2 separate regions of the Rattus norvegicus genome follow, and region 1 is linked to region 2. Evidence: chromatin contacts called from public Hi-C data. All regions are on one chromosome and are shown on one strand. Each heading gives the region's core, a stretch centred on a gene start, on an enhancer-like site or on the middle of the called end of the contact. The rest is flanking DNA. Distances are from core to core; before and after follow the strand shown. Region 1 overlaps Clasp1 (cytoplasmic linker associated protein 1). Region 2 has its middle 17 kb from the start of Nifk.

Region 1 (2,700 bases), core at 71-2,570, 180 kb before region 2:
AAAGAGATTAAAAATCCCATAGAAATAAAAATGGTACTTTTGAGGAAAATTTCAATGCATATTCTAATAATTTCAAATAGTTTTTTTTTTAAATCACAAGTGTGAATTTCTATTCATACAGTATTCGTTTTGTTATAGGTCAGCTGGCCAGCCAATCATGGTGGGTACCAGTTCCATCTAGGCACAGTGCTAAGAGTCCTGAACATCATCTCACTGCTCTGCAAATCTCCACAGGGGGTTTTATTCCTCAGATAAGCAAACAGCAAGCAGGCACTGCCAGGAATTTGCTTGCTTGCCCCAGGTTGCAAAACTAAAGAATGATAAAAGAAGACACACAGAAAGGGTATCTACCTATTTCAGTTATCTGCTAGCTGCTCCTAACACTGGCTACACTTCTGACTGGGAAGCATGCGCACTCACACTCTGGTCACTATTCACTGAGCAACACTCATCACATCTTAACACTGGCCACGTGCTGAACAATTTCAACTAAGAATCTGAATGACACAGATCACTGAAAAGACACTATTGTAGAGTCAGCTGAGGTAAGGCCAAGACTGGGCATGATGGTACATGCCTTTGACCCCAGCACTTGGGGAGCAGAGGTAGGAGTTCTGTGAGTTCAAAGCCAACCTGGTCTACATATCAAGTTCCAGGACAGTGCTACACATTGACACTCTGGAGAGAGAGAGAGAGAGAGAGAGAGAGAGAGAGAGAGAGAGAGAGAGAGAGAGAGATTGATTTAGAAACTTAGTATGGATAGAACATACCTATTGGCTAAACACTAAGTTTCCAGGTTTTATGAATGTGTGTTGCTTGGAAGTAATAAAATATCACAAACTAAACAAGCAGGATGAGTGAACACTTTTTGATATTTAAAAAAAAACCTGAACTGCATACTTTTCAAGTATACATGCACACTGTCACACAAGTATACCCATATAAGCATGCAAACACACACATACACACACACAAAAGTGAAGTTTTAGATAGTGAATTTAATGTATTTTTAAACATAAGATAACGCCCAAGAAAATGAAGTCCAAAAGCTGTTTGTAATTAAAAAGAAACAAAGAAGAACTATTTCAATTTAGTAAGAGTATTTTTAAAGGGCTGATTTTGTTTTTGTTTTGCTTTTTTGGGGTGTGTGTGTACATGCAAGACACAGAGAGAAATAGACAGACGGGGGAGGGAGGGAGAAGCAGGCAGACAGAGAGATAGAACCTAAGGTGTAAAGTGGTGCAGATAAAGAGGCGAGTGGTGCTGTCTCCTGCAATCGTGTTTGTACACTACACTCATGCAGTGCCTCCAGGAGCCAGAAGAGGTCATCAGATCCCCTGGAACAGGAGTCAAATACTTGTGAGCTGCCATATGGGTTCAAGGAATGGAATCTGGTCCCTCAGGCAAAACGGCAACGCTTTTTACCCTTAGCCCTCTCCCCAGCCTCCAATAAAGCTTTCCTGGTTTTGTTGTTGTTTTTTTTTTTTTTTAACTCACAATCAACAACTAATACTGTGTCAGTGTGAAAGAGTGAAGATGGGAGGCAAAGCTGTCTAACCCTGCTTTAAACCAGCCCACACAGTAAGCCAAGGCAAGAGGGGACAACACTATGTAGACCAGGCTCATCTTGAACTCAGAGGCCTGCCTCTGCCTCCTTAATGCAGGGATTAAAGCAGTGTGCTACACTACACTGAGCGCAGCCCTAGCAATTCTAAAACAGCTAATGGGCTGAGGACAGCAGATTGGTCAGCAGAGTATCTGTGATTCAGTTGTGAGGACCTGAGTTCAAATCTCCAGAAACCACATAAAAGCCAGACAGCATAACCTCCTGAAAGCTTCATGGGCTAAGTAGCCCAGCGTGAGTAGAGGAAAGCAAGAGACCCTAACTCAGAAAATGTAGAAAGTGCAGACCAATGCCTGAGGTAGTGCTCTGACCTATACATCAGCACCGTGGCATGTGTGCCTGAATACACACACACACACACACACACACACACACACACACACACACACACACACACACACTTACATGCACACAGAATACTTTGTTGACAACTTATTCCTGGGTGGCTTTTCATTCTCACAGTAATTGACTTCTGTGTTTTCCTCCTTTGGGGAATCAGAAGTTACCCATTTGTCCTCAATATCATCCCAGAGTGTAGTGTAGGCAAGCCAAGAGGTATAAATGGCAGGCCACAATTCACGGGTCACAGTCCTTACCATATTTGTAGAACACTATGTGTCACATACCTAGCACAGGCCAGGGATTCCCCTGAAGCAATGAGCTACGCTGAGGGAATACAGTCAGAAGCCCAGGGAAGCATACGATCAAGATCCTACCCTCAAAACTACGCAAGCATCTTTAGTGAAACTGCTAAGAACCAAACAGTGGGCCAGAAGTCTCAGGAACCCCTGACTACAGTGTTCTGGGTGGCTTCTGGTATGACAATCAGGATGGGTGCATTATATTGTTAAATCCTTACATGCTATTTGAGCTTGTTTCCAGTACCTGGCTCTGGAAACAAGGCTGTGTCCCAACTTCAGGCCCAAGCACGTTTATGCCAAGTGTCTTCCAAGCCCCCTTTGCTAGGGTTAGGCCAGCCCCACTGACACTCTGACAGCGCAGGAAGAGAACAGCAAAACAGTCTCAAAGTAAAGCACTGCAGCCCTGAAAACAGAAGGTAACCTGTTTCTAAAAGA
Region 2 (2,700 bases), core at 195-2,694:
AAAAGTGTAAAAACTGCTTGTAATAACCATTCAGGGTCACCTTCTAGTCACTCACCTTGAGGGACAAATTGAAGGTAGACCCCTATGCACTGGAAAATAAACCCCTTGATTTATTTTGCATTGATCTGCGTCTCAGTGTCTCACTTGGGGGCATCTCGAAGTAAGTACCACTGGCCAAGGGTTGGGGTCTTACACCAGCACCCATGTGGCCGTTTTCAACTGATCATAAGTCCAATTCCAGGGGATCTGATACCTGCTCCTGGCCTTCTCTGACACACAGCACACACACAGTGCACTTATATACATGTAAGCAAAAATTAATTCACATAAAAATCAATAATGATTTTATTTTTCACTATATGTGAAAAGTGAGTGAGTATGTGCAAAGGAGAGGAGATGATTTGGGGAACCAATTCTCTCTTTCAACTGTGGATTCTGGGCATCAAATTCAGGTCACCAGCTCTGCCAGGAGCACATACACTTTATTTTGCTAGTTGATTTATCTTGACGTTTATCTTTAGCTCTAAGCCAGTCTGGGTTACATAGGGAGACCCTGTCTCAAAACACACACACAACCAAAGGCATGGTGATGCACATCCATAATGCCAGCACTGGAGAGCTTAGGGCGGGAGGGGTGGGAGGCCAAGGTCAGTTTAAGCTCTGACCTCAAATTCTAAGCAAGCCTGTTGTCTTAGGGTTTCCATTGCTCTGAAGAGACACCACGACCAAGGTGACTCTTATAAACGACAACATTTAATTGGGACTGGCTTACAGGTTCAGAAGTTCAATCCATTCATCAGTCCAATCATCAAGGCAGGAAAACATGGCAGCATCCAGGTAGGCATGGTGCTAGAGGAGCTGAGAGTTCTACATGTTATTCTGAATGCAAACAGGGCAACACTCATCATTCTGCACTGGACGGAGCTTCGAAGCCCACCCACACAGTGATGCACTTCCTCCAACAAGGTCAGACCTCCTAAGAGGCTCCACATGAGTCAAGCATATAAACAGCTGGGTTACACAACCTTGCCTTAAAAACAAACAAAAATTAAAAACAAACAAACAAACAAACGAACGAACAAACGAAAACCATCCACAGTACAATACCATTTACTGAGAAGAGGCAATGTCATATTCCCTCAGAAGAAACAAATTGCCATTGTTCACCCTGTACCACCGCCCCCGTACCACTCTCCTGCTGGCTGATTAGCAGGAGTTTTTCTTGAGTTCTGTTTGCCCACATCAACTTCAACCCCAACCTGTGTGCTCACTTAGCTTCTCAGAAGAAACTAAATGAAATGGCTGGAGGGCTGCAGCAGTAACGTGGGAACATTTGCACAGAAACCATGTTTGGCAAGTCTCAAATGTCTTGAGAAGCTTTTTCTGGGCATCAGAGAGTGGACAGCTTTATTTATAACTAGGAAGATTCTAAAATTGGCACCATCTGGCCAGAGATGTAACATCTCTCATGGCACAGGTTCCTCTTCTGGAAGCACAGGAAGACACCTGCTGAACCATGTAACTGTAAAACTAGTGAAACTTGCAGGTGCACTTGGATGCCAGAACAGCCTGATGGATGCCCCTGACACTGGAGTTACAGATGGTTATGGTCTACCATGTAGGTGTTAGGGATTGAACCCAGGCCTTCTGTAAGAATTACAGGTCTCTAAATCACCAAGGAACCTCTCCTCCCACCTCCATCAATTTTTTTTTTAAGACAGGGTGTCACTATGTCTCCCTGTAGACCAGGCTGGCTTTATAGAGCATACATAGATCAGGCTAGCTTCAAACTCAAGAGATTCATCTGCTTTTGCCTCCTGAGTGCTGGCATTAAAACTATACACTTATGCCTTCCCATCCCCAACTGTCGTCATCCCTCTTTGGGAGGTAGTGTCTCAGGTATCTCAAACTGGTCTCACACTCAGTAGCTAAGAATGACCTCTTGGGATTCCTGATTCTCCTGCCTCCATCTCCTAGTGCTGGGATTGTAGGCATGTATATGGTAGACAAGCACTTTATCAGATAAGCTACATCTCTAACCTGAAGTATTTTTTTTTAAGGTTTACGTATGTATGTATGTATGTATGTATGTATGTATGTATGTATGTATGTATTTACTTATGTAAGTATACACTGTGGCTCTTCAGACACACCAGAAGAGGGCATCAGATCCCATTACAGATGGTTGTGAGCCACCATGCGGTTGCTGGGGATTGAACTCAGGACCTCTGGAATGGTAGTCAGTGCTCTTAACCACTGAGCCATCTCTCCAGCCCATGTATTCTTTAATTCAAACAATGGGGCACTTAGGCCAGGTGTAATATAAGTGTAAAAAAACTAACATATGAGCAGGCATTGTGGTGCATACCTTTAGTCCCAGCATCAGGAGGCAGATCTCTGTGAATTTGAGGCCAGCCTGGTCTACAAAGTAAGTTCCAGGACAGCCAGGCCTACACAGAGAAACCCTGTCTTGAAACAAACAAAATTAACATAAGAAGACCAGGTATGATGACACACCTTTAATCTCTGCAGAGGCAGGTGGATCTCTGTGAGTTAGAGGCAGCCTGGTTTATATATTGAGTTCAAGACAACCAGAGCTACATAGTGAGACCATGTCTCATGGGAGAAGGGAGGGCACACTAACTCCTGGCCTAAGGCAAACTTTTCAATGGTATTTGAAGTATTGCTTTTGTTTTTGAG

Evidence for each region. Hi-C and Micro-C count contacts between places; a contact is called where the count stands out from the background.
Region 1: a Hi-C map of hepatocytes shows a contact between it and region 2, with 2.8 times the contacts expected there. The contact joins two enhancer-like sites. A contact is called at or near these places in 7 of 12 Hi-C or Micro-C datasets (the A7r5 cell line, Schwann cells, hepatocytes and 3 more) and 1 of 1 datasets of contacts at active chromatin or transcription factors (oligodendrocytes).

The regions. Positions count from the first base shown.
Region 1 is chr13:32,136,656-32,139,355 of GRCr8, reverse strand. The region is part of intron 8 of Clasp1 (cytoplasmic linker associated protein 1); the gene reads right to left. Among named protein-coding and RNA genes, the nearest start is that of Clasp1, 92 kb to the right of the region's middle. Within about 2 kb of position 1,320, at least 3 of the 93 cell types and tissues checked have an H3K27ac peak or open chromatin away from gene starts, as enhancers often do.
Region 2 is chr13:31,961,700-31,964,399 of GRCr8, reverse strand. No RefSeq gene overlaps it. Among named protein-coding and RNA genes, the nearest start is that of Nifk, 17 kb to the right of the region's middle. Within about 2 kb of position 1,444, at least 2 of the 93 cell types and tissues checked have an H3K27ac peak or open chromatin away from gene starts, as enhancers often do.